2 separate regions of the Mus musculus genome follow, and region 1 is linked to region 2. The links are chromatin contacts, called in public promoter capture Hi-C maps. All regions are on one chromosome and are shown on one strand. The core of a region is the stretch at or near the end of the contact, and the rest is flanking DNA. Distances in the headings are between cores, read along the strand shown.

Evidence for each region. Promoter capture Hi-C pulls out the DNA fragments that hold promoters and counts their contacts.
Region 1: a promoter capture Hi-C map of hippocampal neurons shows a contact between it and region 2, with 4 times the contacts expected there. The contact joins the enhancer-like site here to the promoter of Vta1 in region 2. A contact is called at or near these places in 3 of 39 promoter capture datasets (the 3T3-L1 cell line, hippocampal neurons and liver) and 1 of 115 datasets of contacts at active chromatin or transcription factors (astrocytes).

The regions. Positions count from the first base shown.
Region 1 is chr10:17,326,097-17,333,152 of GRCm38.p6, reverse strand. No RefSeq gene overlaps it. Among named protein-coding and RNA genes, the nearest start is that of Gm20125, 230 kb to the right of the region's middle. Within about 2 kb of position 1,437, at least 98 of the 459 cell types and tissues checked have an H3K27ac peak or open chromatin away from gene starts, as enhancers often do. A contact at or near this core is called in hippocampal neurons, where this site is marked.
Region 2 is chr10:14,702,984-14,710,065 of GRCm38.p6, reverse strand. Vta1 (vesicle (multivesicular body) trafficking 1) reads left to right here and starts at 4,577. Exons shown (of 8, transcript NM_025418.3): 1 at 4,577-4,716. The coding sequence starts at 4,605. 1700016L04Rik (RIKEN cDNA 1700016L04 gene) reads right to left here and starts at 4,457. Exons shown (of 6, transcript NR_045824.1): 1 at 4,393-4,457.

The DNA.
Region 1 (7,056 bases), core at 188-2,687, 2.6 Mb before region 2:
GTGGTGAAACTAGCATGAACTGAAACATAAGCCCTCCTCTCCATCATGTCTCTTGGCAAGATATTAGTAAAACCTCAGTGGTATTCATTCATTCACTCTTCAAGCCAACAGTTGGGAGGCTTATACTCAAGGGAGACGTATGTTCAGAAGTGGTCTTTTGAAAACCTAGCGATGTTCAGGTATAAGTTACACTTGGAAACCCTCTTATGTGACTTAATAGACAGTGAATATTAGGGTGTGTAGGGGGCAGAAGACAAGAGATCTGCATTGTTTCTCTTAATTTTTCCTTCTTTTGTTATCACAGTAGTATCAAGAAGACAGTGGCTTTATTTGACCTCTCCCCCAAGGGAGTAGTAACTATAATGGGTTTAATTAACTATGTGGTATTGACGTAATTAGTTATCATGGTGATTATACTTCTTTAATAAAAGCACTTCATTTGGGATGCATCAGGGTTCCGGCAGCGGCCAAGCCCTTCACCTATATTTCATAACTGTCTAGACACTGGAACCGTGTGCATATTTTACTAGCAGCCCTTGAGAGAGGTTATCTTGCATGGCTTAAGGTAATTGGGAAGTAATGATTTTGCCCCCTGCTTTCAGACTGGCTTGAGGCAAAGAGCAGAGAGGCTGTGGGGGAGGGGCGGGCCCTCATTTTGTGTAAACTGAAAGGCAGGGGGGAAGGGCTGGGTTTTTGGAAACCACAAGCTCTTAGGAATTGTTTCTTTTCAAGCTAGCTATCAGAGAAACAGTAACACCAGGGGGAGTTTGGTGGTGGTGATGGTGGTTGTGGTGGGGGGTTTAATCTATGGGTGGAATGCATAAATCTATTTAAATAAATGTACACCGTGTATGGAGACATAGGCTTGCATTAACAGGAATTCTGGCTGTCCAGTCTATGAACAAACAGCACAATTGGTCTGAATAGTAGATGGCTGCTTAAATTTGGTCAGCAGGTGACTGGCAGTGTCCCTTTCACCACAGCTCAGTGGACAATGAAGTCAGATGCTATGTAAAAAAATAGGGCAGTGAGAAAAGAAGACACACAGAATTCAAATGATTACCATATGAAAATGTCAATAATAATATCATGAGACCCCCCAAAGAGGAAAAGAACAAAAGCCAAAAAGATTATGGAGCTGTGCAGAGAAAGGGCCACAGGGACCACAGTGCCTGAAGCCCCTTCCCTACTTTTTTTTTTCTCTGATCAAACTTGGGTAATGGACTGGGAGGGGGAAGGGCAGCGGAAGGGTGGTGAGCAGGGAGGAGGGGTTAGGGACCGAGCCGAAATAGACACAGATAGCACTGAGAAATAATAGGTGTGCACACAGACTCTTGCAGAGAGAAACGTCATTTCTTTTTCTGTCTCCTCTCCCTGACTCTCCTTCTTTATTCAAACTGCTTTCTCCTGCCACCTCCCCCTGCAGCGCTGAGCAGCGTCCCCTCTGTGCCTCTCCCTGCCTGGAGATACATACTGAAATCACTGCAGGCAGTTTGACTGCTTCATGTAGCCCGGGAAGTTTTGCTGTGGGTCTTCTCAGAGCCAAAACCAGAAAGATGCACTTCTAAAAAATAACCCAACGGATCTGAAAGAAGCGTTTCTGCGGAGGTACCTGCCAGTAAGACTTGTTCCTCTGCCACAAGGGGTGCTGGGCAAAAAACCTCGATCCCTCATTAAATCAATAAAATCTTCTGCTCTATAATCGAGTATCAGGGAGAGGGGCCCAGGCTGTTTTATCTCATTGTTTCAGAACAGATCATTTGGATGGAGCTGACAAAAGGTTCATTCTTTACCTTTGTGGAAATGTCAGTAAAAAGGCAGGTGCTAGGCATTTGGACTCTTTTGCTCTATACAAGAAGAAAAAGAAAGGAGAGAAAAAAAAAAAAAAGAAGAAGTGAGGGAGGGGAGAACTGGGGGAGGGGAGGGGAGGGGCTGTGACAGGCCAGCTCCATGTACTGGAGCTTTCTAAGACATTTTGTTTAGCTTGGTACTGTGTGGCAGTGAGGAAAGAGGTGGGATCTATTGTGTGCCAGCTGCATGAATCACCGGATTGAAGGCTAACAGCCTCAGATCTTCTTTTATACAGTAGAGGGGAGATTAAAGCAGGGAGCTCATATGTCACAAAATAGAGGTACAATGCCTTTCTGGCTTGTTCTGTGCACTCAGCCAGCATTTGATCCAAATTTAGCCAGGGGGAAGGAAATGTGTATTGCTATCAACTGAGGACTAGACAAATGTTGGGCTGTAATACCCAAATTTTCTTCACTCCTTCCAAAATGTCACCTCTCCTTTATCAGTCTCACTGTAATAGAGCCTATATATAGCCACAGATGAACTGGAAATAAACACCCAGACCCTGGCTAAATTATTCTACCCCTGCTTCTTCCTACTCTGTGTAATTGATCCACAGCAGAGGGAATTTTTGTGGCTGGGTCTTAACAACCTCATTTGTTTAGCACGTATTTGTCCAGTGCTATAGGACCTACATTCTAGCAGCTAAAAGGGACATGCAAGGAGTCCACTGTATATTTTTCTCCTCTCTTCAAGCTTGGATTTTATTAAGGAGATGAAAGCAATATAGACACACCCCCTCTATACATACTCTTGGGAGCCAAAGCAATAAAAACAAGGGGGCACATCAAAACATGAAACCAGGGAAGTGCTCAGAGAATCAGGGAAAACAAACTCAGGACACATGTATAGTTATACTGTCATCCCTATGTTATAGTAAAGGAAGCCAAAATCAGAGACAGAAAGAACTTGCCCAGAGTCACACAGCTAATGAGGCAACACAGTTAAACTTATAGCTACATCTATAATCCACTGACAAAGAGATTGAAAAAGCCAGCGACCTGGCCCTCTCTCCTCCTCTCTTGCTCAGTGAGTACATCTGTCCCCAAGGAAGCTTCCAGGCCCTCGTCTGTTTCTAATCCCATTGGATGGGTAGTCCCTCTTTCTTTTGATTATTTCCCTCAAAGAAACTTTATGTTCAAATCAGAAATATCACCGTGTCTCGGAGACTTCTCCTTGACAGCTTGTCTAAGGCTAAATAAGTCACAAGTTGTGGACATGAGTAACAGTCTCTTGTTTGAGGCCCAGTCCAGCTCCCTCTGCCTTTCTCACTAGTAACTCAGATCTTTTTCATCACCCCAAGGATATATGAATTCTGAACTGGATCCCTCTCAGATTCTGGTGTAAACTTTAGCCCTTCTACTGGACACCTGTGTGAACTGAACCCGCTTTAAAGGGAATGTTTGGAAACCCTCTGCCTACAGTTCTCAATACTGGATTATTCTTTAGAAAATAGGCTGATTTCAAGTAGATGAAACTGGAATAAAACTAATATTAGATAATTTGTGTACATGCGTAGGCTCACAGACACGTGTGCATACACACAAACAGGAAGACAGACAGACAGACAGACAGACACATACACATACACATATCTAGAGAGAGAGAAGGAGAGAGAGGTTATGTTTGAGACAGGGTTTCACTTTATAACTCACAATGGCCTCTATTTAGTGATCTTCTGTTCTCTGCCTTTTGAGTACTACAGATTTTAGGTATGTGCCATCACATGCTACTCTCAATTTGGATAACTTCTGAGCCGTGCCTTCTCAAGCTTTTATCCACTTTATAATTGTCTCATTATTATGCTATCTGAATTGTTTGTCTGTGCTTACTTTGAGTCATATGTGAGATATATCTGTACAGATTTTGAAAATACTTTCACTCAATCCATAATCCATTTTTTCTCTTATTGGCAGTATATTTGAAGAAGCCTGTTTTTCTCTATGAAAATTGTACCTATTGCAAGATAATATCATTTTTTTCTTCCAGAAGTAATGTAATTTTAGCTCTTAAATTTGGGCTAATATTATTCTTGTGAGTTGACTTCTCTATATGATGTAGATTAATAACTGAATGTGTGTGTGTGTGTGTGTGCGTGCGCGCATGTGCGCAAATGCTCACACGTTACACTGTCATTTGTTACAGAGTCTTTCTTTTGCACACTGATTTCCTTTAACACTTTTTAAAAAAAATCAACTGATCATATAAATATGGTCTATTTCTAGACTCTATTCAGTTTTCCTAAGTCATATGTCTTATCGGCAGGCTAACACCACATCATTCGTTCTTGCAGCTTTATAATAAAACTTGAAATGAGTAGGTGTGAGTTCTCCAACTTTGTTTTTCTACTTCAGTCTAAGATTTGACTCACCCCTCTGTACAGAATCGCTTACTGATTCTATAGAATTATTTTGGAAGCCCTGACATGTTAGCCTTGATGTTTTTGATCCACTAATATATGACTCTGAATTGTGCTTGTCATCTTTCTCTCTCAGCAATTATACCACCCAGTATAGAAGTTTTACATTTATTTTTGGTATACTGACACATTCAGGATGTTGCATGACATTGGTCCTTCTGGAATCTTTTGCAACATACTATGCATCCCTCCTTGGCAAGTCTCTGAGCAGCAAATGCCAGGTGCACTTAGCCTCTTAGACCTACTTGAACTACAGTTTGTAATGAAGAAGTAATTGTAGAGATTGCTTATTCCCTTTCTTTTAGTCATTACAGTCTTTAAATACATGATCTTGACTCCTTTTGTTTGTATGTTTTAAGTTAGGAGGAAAGGTCGGGGCCCTGTTAAACCATCCTGGTCAGAACCAGAATTCTCATGGAAAGGCTTGACAGTTTAACACAAATATGATACATTTATGACATCACCTTTCAAAAATGGCCCTCAAGCATATTACAGATTTCAACTTTATACTGGGTCAATCTCCCACGATTTTCTTCCTTCCCTGTCAAAGTTGTACTTGGCCTTATTTCCAGTTCAACCCCTTCCCTTTTTCTTGAGGTCTACCAAAAACATTGCATTTTACCAACTCCTTAAATTTGAAGTTATTATTATTGAACCTTTGCATGTCTGCTCTATTAAGAAGTCCTGCATTTAAAAAAAAATTCTCTTGTGTTGCTTTCAATTACTGTGTTCAAATGATTTCTTATCCTGTATCTTTATTTCACAGTCGTTTTAATGGGATCTCCACTATAGTTTGCCCCACCACACCCCCCTCATCTCTCATCAAATGCCATTCACTGCTGGCATACGTTTACAAAAAAAAATGCAAAGTACTTAGAATGAACTGTGACATACTAAAAATTTACCCAAGTTCTCATAACCTGTTTTTCTGGTCAGATTTTATTCAAAGTACCTTTCTATTTTAACTTTGTCTCCTCCATATTCAGCTGTCTTTCTTAGGACTTACTTCGCATTACTGTAAATTTTGCTCTAATTCACACTTAATGATAGAAAGATGCTAACATTAACCTTTTTTGAAAATTGGGACTTATTATTTCTGAAATCAACATTTAATCAGGAGATATCTTAAATTTTTAACTATTAATCTGTGTTGGCCTTCCAGCTATTGTAAGTCATTTTACTGAAGTTTGTGTGATTGGCTTATGTGAATCACAACCATATACAATATGCAGAGCAAGCTTCTTCAAGCCATGAGTTAATCTCTCTCTCTCTCAGATTGCTTTTTACTTCTTATCCTTTACATTAGTACCTTAATTGATCGTGGCTGTAGATGTATAAAACTAAGAATGAGAGGACAGAAAGACGAAAGGAGAAACAGATGTTCAATGCCTTGTAATAAAAAAGGAATGGTATAAAAATGTATATGGTGTCTTAGGTTTGGGTAGCAACATGACCACACATCCATATTATAAGATTGATAAATATGCTGATTAAAATCAAAATGTGTTCATGGTCTTGCCCGTGTTCAACTCTTGGCTCTTAGCTTGCAAGGCATGTGATTTAGGCACTTCATTCATGAGCGTCTTCATGCTTCAGGTGGGATCACATTAATCCCCACTTAACAAGGCTGTAGCAAGCTTTAAATGAGATAATCCTCATGTCAAGTGGACTGATAGAAGAAAAATATTATGTCTTGATGATATTTTCAACCCGGTCTAGTTTGGCAAAAGGAAAAAAAATGAATGAGACAGAATCTTGTGCTCTTGGTTAAGAGCATGGTTCAGTTCAGGCCACCATTCAAAGAAAAGTGTCCACAAGCTGAGGGTGGTGATGCAAGCCTATAATTTTAGTACTTGTGAACCTGGGGCAGGAACATCACTGAGCGATCAAGGCCTGCCTGCATTACATAATCAGTTCCTCCCCAGCCTGGACTTCAGAGCACTCTCCCATCTCAAAATGGAAAAAGAAAGAAAGAAACAGAAGGTAGCCAAACCAGGGAAATTTGGAGTCTTGAAAACCACAACTGGGTAAGTTGCCAGGAATTTAGTCTAAGAACTAGTGCACATAGCTTGGTTTTGAAGTGCTTTGCTCCTCTGCTCTTTCGTTGCCCACTCTGTTTCCCGCCCCCATAAGGCTGATCTTATGAGCTGACCAATCACACAAGCTCTGGCATGCTTCACATACCCAATAAGATTTTCTTATATGTGTGTGTGTGTGTGTGTGTGTGTGTGTGTGTGTGTGTGCGTGCAAGCAGACAAGGAAATGGAGAGAAACAGAGAGGACAGGAGGAATTGGAACTTCATTAAATAATATACAGAACCTATTTATAAGACACAAAGAAAAAGTCAAGCTAGTTGCTTGAATGCATGGAAGATGTGTAGACTCAGCTCAATATCTCCCTGCTTGCTTGTAATCACACTCAAACCAACTTGTTATGCGGCTGTGGCCGTCATATACCTGTGGAGGTCTGTGGCATTTCACACTGGCTTTGTCTCACACACATCACACACTCCTATGAAAATTAGTATTCAGTTAAGCCTGAAATCCACTGATCCATAACGGCGCCTTGGCCACATAATCATAATTCTAAGTAGAAGTTTAGGTGGAGGCTGTTTCAATCAAAAATTCGAAAAATATAGAGAAGCTTAATACTTACCGGAAAAGACATCTAGGTCAGATTTCATCACCTCTAATTTTCATGTTCCTATTTTTGCTCTCACCTTGCCTTGTTCCATCAAGCCGTCATCAAGCAGTACTGATTAAGTATTCTCCCTGCCTACAGCTGT
Region 2 (7,082 bases), core at 3,328-5,827:
TAACACAATCACAAAGGAACTCACACAATATGTACTCACTGATAAGTGGATACTAGCCCAAAACCTAGGATACCCACGATATAAGATACAATTTCCTAAACACATGAAACTCAAGAAAAATGAAGACTGAAGTGTGGACACTATGCCCCTCCTTAGAAGTGGGAACAAAACACCCATGGAAGGAGTTACAGAAACAAAGTTTGGAGCTGAGATGAAAGGATGGACCATGTAGAGACTGCCATATCCAGGGATCCACCCCATAATCAGCATCCAAACGCTGACACCATTGCATATACTAGCAAGATTTTATCGAAAGGACCCAGATGTAGCTGTCTCTTGTGAGACTATGCCGGGGCCTAGCAAACACAGAAGTGGATGCTCACAGTCAGCTAATGGATGGATCACAGGGCTCCCAATGGAGGAGCTAGAGAAAGTACCCAAGGAGCTAAAGGGATCTGCAACCCTATAGGTGGAACAACATTATGAACTAACCAGTACCCCTGAGCTCTTGACTCTAGCTGCATATGTATCAAAAGATGGCCTAGTCGGCCATCACTGGAAAGAGAGGCCCATTGGACACGCAGACTTTGTGTGCCCCGGTACAGGGGAACGCCAGGGCCAAAGGGGGGGAGTGGGTGGGTAGGGGAGTGGGGGTGGGTGGGTAAGGGGGACTTTTGGTATAGCATTGGAAATGTAAATGAGCTAAATACCTAATAAAAAATGGAAAAAAAAATAAAATTATTAGCTTAATTATAAAAAAAAAAAAAAAAAAAAAAAAAAAAGAAAGCTACAGAAAATTCTACCCAATGTATCCGAAGTATACATTCTTCTACTCCTCCTACAGAACTTTGTCTATCATAGCACATATTATAGGTCGTAAAGTGAGTCTAAATAAATACAAGAGAATTAAAACAATTCCCTGTATCTTGTGAGACAATGGAATAAAACTAGAAACAAACACAAATATTTAAAGACTGAACAACACACTCTAGAGGGAGCAGTGAGTCATTAAAGAAATCAAGGAAGAAACTTTAAAGTTTGGGGAATCAAGTGAAAACCACAGCATAACTCACCAGAACGCTGGGATACAAATAAGACAGTTGTTATTGGAACATGAGAAACTATATAGTCGAGAGTCTAAAGCTGTGAATGCCCACATTAAAAAGAAATTTCAAGGAGATCACTAGTAAAAAACCTAGGAGTATCCTTCAACCATTCTAGGGGAAATAGAACAAGCCAAACTCCAAAGAAGTAGGCACTGAGAACCAATGGAGGACAGGGCAGGAAATAATGAACCAGAGGCTACAAGAGTACCATTATATCAGTTCAAAAGAGTGTGGTTCTTTGAAAAGATACACCAGACTTAGAAAATTCCAGTCAAACCAACCAGAGAGAGAAACCACAATTAGAGATGTAAAAAAGGTTGTTAAGGGAGCATCCAATGAAAAACTCATGGAATCATTAGAGATTATTTCAAAAACTTATATTCAAAAAAAGCAACTGAAAAATCTAAAGGAAATAACTTCCTAGGTATATATAACTCACCAAAATTAGACATAAATTAGAAAACTTAATATTTGTAAGGTTATTTTATTACTTGAGAAGATCAAATTGTTTGGGGAATAAGCTTCCAAGTATTGGAAAAGAAAAATACCCTTACCTTTATTACAAGAACAGAAAAGAAATCAATCTGCTGGCTTCGTGAGCAATGCATAGCACTTTACTACCTGAACTCAGAGTTCACCTCATGTTCGACAGACATTACACAATATATTACTCTAATCATTTGACTAAATGATGCAACTTGACACTCTCCAGAAGACGGAGTCAGATCTCCTTATGGATGGTTGTGAGCCACCATGTGGTTGCTGGGATTTGAACTCAGGACCTTTGGAAGAACAGTCAATGATCTTACCCACTGAGCCATCTCTCCAGCCCATACTTTTGGTTTTTTGAGACAGTGTTTCTCTGTGTAGCCCTGGCTGTCCTGAAACTTAGTCTGTGGAGCAGGCTGGCCTTAAATTCACAGAGATCTGCCTGCTTTTGTTGCCTGGATGCTTGGATTAAAGGTGTGCACCACCCCAGCCCAACAATGAAAATTTTAAGCAGTCATTAACAGTCTCCCAAACAAAAAAGTCCAGGACTAGATGGGTTTAGTGCAGAATTCTTTCAGACCTTCAAAAAAGATCTAATACCAATACTCTTCAAACTATTCCACAAAATAGAAACAGAAGGAACACTACCCAATTCATTCTATGAAGTCATAGTTACACTGCTTATTTTCCCTTGGAAATGAAATGGTTTCTATCTAAGCAGGAACTTTTCACAATTTCCTTTCATAGAGGACTTCATAAAGAATTTCTTCTACTTCTATCATATTTAATGTTACAAATAGATTTTTTTAAATGTGGTTTAGTGCATATTACTTTTAGCTTCAGAAGACATTATGTATACTTAAGAGGCATTTAACTATTATAAATTATTTTGATGACTTAAAAATATCAATATTGAGTTGTATATTTTAAAATAAATTTTATTAGTTTAATAAAAAAGAAAAAAGGATGCAACTTGAATATGTATGAATATGAATCAGATTTTAATTACTGTAACAGGATATAGCAATGATAGATTTCTTCTAATCAAAATGAGCCCTTGCTGAGTTTAAAATAAATGAATGAATAAAGGCAAAAAAAATTAGACAACTTAAAAATTTCGCAACCAGAAATTAAAATGAAGCAATATTTTTTCAAAAGTTTGTCCACAAAGCAAGAATGAATGAATGAATGAATGAATGAATGAATAAGCTAGTAATGTTTACTACTAGATGTCCCTCCACTCCCCCAAGACAAGTTCCTGGCTGTCCTGGAATTCCCTCTGAAGACTATATTTTCCTAGACCCCAGAGATTCACCTACCTCTGCCTTCAGAATGCTGGGATTAAAGGTATGCACCACCATGCCTGACACTATTGAATTTTAGTGAATCTTTATGGAAGAACCTATAGCAATACGTCTCAAGCCATTCCATGTATAAAAAGGGAAGCAACACTACCATTTTCATTCAGTGATACTAGTGTTACTCTGGTGGTAAACCACATAAGGCAAACACTATATACCAATATTGGCGTTGAAAAAACAGGAAAGTTCAGCCGGGCGGTGGTGGGGCACGCCTTTAATCCCAGCACTTGAGAGGCAGAGGCAGGTAGATTTCTGAGTTTGAGGCCAGCCTGGTCTACAAAGTGAGTTCCAAAACAGCCAGGGCTATACAGAGAAACCCTATCTCAAAAAAACAAAACAAAAAACAAACAAACAAATAAAACCCAAACAAAAAGAAAAAAAATACAGGAAAGTTCAAATGAAATGTAAGTCCTTAAGGATGATACTATGCAATGGAGAGGTGGCAATAGATAAATAAATAAATAAATAAATAAATAAATATCACTGCTATAAAGAAAAGGTGGGGTGTGCTATAAAGTCAGAAGTGCAGACTCTCCTGGACTCTATCTTGTCAAGTAGTAAGACAGACTAATACTTTCCTAATGTTCATCATCTTCCTCCACTAATCAACTCGCATAGTTCACTAAAACAAGCACTAGCCATATCAGAGAAAGTATTCAATTCTTATTAGTTCGCATGTGTTTACCTTTCAAGTTTGAAAAGGACTGTCTATTCAGTCCAGTATTTGGACATGCAAATTTTAATCTAGTATTTAAACATAGTGTTTCTCATATAAGAATTTAAAACTTCTAAACTAAAAGCAATGGTTGTTTCCAGTTCCAATCTCCTTTAAGTACATGTTTTCAGTATCTCTTTACAGTTTCTAGAAAGGCTATAACGTGTACTTCTGTGTGTGTGAATGTATAAATTTTTATTTTGTGATCATTTTCTCTGTTAAAACTAATGACACCTCCACCCCCCACTCCACCCCACCCTCCCCCCCCCCCACCAAAAAAAAAAAAAAACCCACTGTGGCCCATCTATATGCATATGTCTGTAATCTCTACTAACTGGGAAGCCCTGGGTAAAGGATTTCAAGTCCAAAGCTTAGTTTGGCAATTTAGTGAGACCCAGTCTCATAAAAATAAAGACAAGGGAGAGAGTGAGGGAGGGAGGGAGGGAGGGAGGGAGGGAGGGAGGGAGGGAGGGAGGGAGGGAGGGAGGGAGGGAAGGGAAGGAAAATTTGAAAGCTGAGAAGGTAGCTTAGTAGTATATACGCTTGCCAGAATATTCCCAACAAAACACACACGCATGAGATAAAGAGAGGGGAGGGGAAGTTTTCCTTTCTCGCAGTTAAAGTCCTTTACGTTATTTTCCCCTTTCTTCTCTTTCATTCATTCCATGCAAACAAACAAACAAAAACAAAAGTTAAATTTAAAACCTCTATCTCCGCTTACCAGCAGAGAGCGCTGGAGCCGTGTGCGACACAGGAGACTCTCATTCTCCAAATAATAACTGCCTTAAACCAGGCAGTAAGTTTGTCTCCTTCGGGCACCCGTCGCGGACAAGCGTCTCAGCAACGGATGCGTGGGTGAGAATTGCCCGCTCGGAGGCGGAAGCGGAAGTATCTGTGACCGGCGAGTAGGAAGTAGCGCTTCCGGGAGTGGAGATGGCCGCGCTGGCCCCTCTGCCGCCGCTGCCCGCGCAGTTTAAGAGCATACAGCACCATTTGAGAACGGCGCAGGAGCATGACAAGCGGGACCCCGTGGTGGCCTACTACTGTGAGTCCCTCCGAGTCCCCGTTCTCCCGCCCGGTTGCGCCCCGCGCCTCCCTCCGCTCTTGAGGCCCGCCCCGCCCCCTGGCTTCAGACCTGAGCCTTGACCTCTGGCTCGGCCAGGAGGACCCCAAGTACTAGACTCCCTCCACACCCGGACCCCCGTCTCTCCAGCTTAGAGCCTCGGACACGCCTCCCGGCTGTTCTTTCTTCTGGGAATGAGAACCTCGATAGTCATAGGTTTCCCAGAGATGGGTGGGAAGGGAGACTAACAGAAAACATAACGAAAGCTGTGCATTAATCACGAGAGCTTTCAGGTCCCTTCCGAAACTCAGACGGTTCAGTGGACAGTGGCTACTACTGAAAATTTGAATTTGACTGTTCTTGACTTGTTTTCCGTACTCCTCATTACCACCAGTAAGAATTTGGAGTCATCCTTTAGCTATCCTGAAAGTTAAGAAGTTTAATGCCAATATTCCTAGTTTGAGATGTATATACTACTGAAGAGGACACAGTTTGAACTCCGTTCAGACATGCAGAGTTGGTGAAGTGGATAGGACTAGTAGTTTTATGTAAACTATGATTTGAATATTATACTCCTATCTTTGTTGCAAGAAATGACTGTACTCTGAGTTTCTAAAGAACTTTCAGAATACAGAAATGATGTGTCCTCTGTTGTGGACATTGTTAGCAAAAATCTGGACCAAGTCAAGCCTTCCCTTGTGGACATGTATGTACCTCATTTCTCAAATGTGCATGGATGTCCCCCTACCACCACCAATAATTGCCATTCTCCACTTGATTTATGATCTGAATTCCCACCTCTTCTGCAAGCCACTCGGTGGCTATACTTCATTTTTATAAAAATCATACCAGTATTGTTCCCACCATTCTTGTTCTTTTGATGATCTTCAAACATATCCTAATTATTGAGCCTTTTTACCTATTGACGAGCATTCCTAAGTACTGGGAAAAAAAAACTAAAACCCAGCTCCTGTGGTCCTAGGACTACTGAGAGGAGGGGCGTTTGAACAGTACGCATTTTATAATTTCAGGAACGGGCATAGAAGTGCCACAGTACTGTAGAGGGGACCTCATTTTCCTGTGTTCAGAAACACATTGCTCAGTTGACAATGGAAGCCAGACCTTTGTGCACAATTGCTGAAGAATATACCTTTAAAAGGAACAAAAGTCTGAAGGTCCACAGAGAAGTTTAAAAGAGGAGGAGTGAGGATTTGGAGAGTATAGAGCCAGAGAGAAGTTGGATACAACAAAGAGGCTGGCTCTGGACTGTGAACCAGGGCCCTTTGTTTCCCTCTAAGCCAATCCTTATTCATGAACCTGTAACTGTGCACCTTTGTCACTACCCAGGATCTTTTCCTTCCTGTGTCATTGTGGTCATTCCTGCCCTTTGTTCTAAGCTTGATTCCCCTGTTTTCTTTGTTTAAAACAACAAGAACCAACCAAACAAACAAACAAAAACAAGAGAAGTGCTTCTCATGTCAGTCCCCTAAAATTAAGCCTTACAGCTTCCTGTCATAGGTAAACTTGAAATGGGAGTCCACGCTTGTCCTCACCTTTTTGCCTGCTGTCATCTGGTTTTTATGGGTGTTTCTATTTCAGTAGCATCCCTTCTCCCTAGTCATGAATGGGCATTTTTATGACAAAGTCAGTATGGCTGTACTGCAGTTTCTGTTATGAGACCTGCATGATATCCATACAGAATTTAAGGAGCGACAGGAGGTATGCATGTACTCACATTTGATGTTACTGAAGTTTTAATTTTTGCTAACTTGGTGGCCCTGGATGCTGTCTCTTTGAAGTGATATTTGCAATTCTCTGAGACTTAATGAGGTTCAACATCTATTCACATGCTAATTAAGCAAGTGCTTTTCTTTTTAACTGCCTTTTGTTGCTTTTGCCCAGGCTTCTATTGAAATGTCACTTCCTAATAATATATACTAATCCTTTGTTGCATGAATTGCAGCTATTTTCTCCCAGTTCACAGTCTGGTTTTTCTTCAAGAAGTCTTTTTTTCCAAAATGCTTGATATAAATTGTCTGTCAGTAGCTAGGATACATTCCAGTTTGCTAGGCCTTGATTTCTTTTGTGTCCTCACTTGGGATTTTTCTTTCTTAAGACTATAACTGGATCTCTTATCAACTATAGAAACTTTTGTTGTTGATGCTATTTTATTATCACTCTTGTGAAGTTTCTATTACATGTGTGCTATCCTTTTCCTTTTAACTGTCTTCTCTTAAAGCTTTCATATATTTCATTTGTGGTATGCTGTGTAAATCCTTAAGGCCTTTTCTTCCACATATCTGTTGCTTAACACAGCTATTGAGTTGACATCAACATCAACATTCATT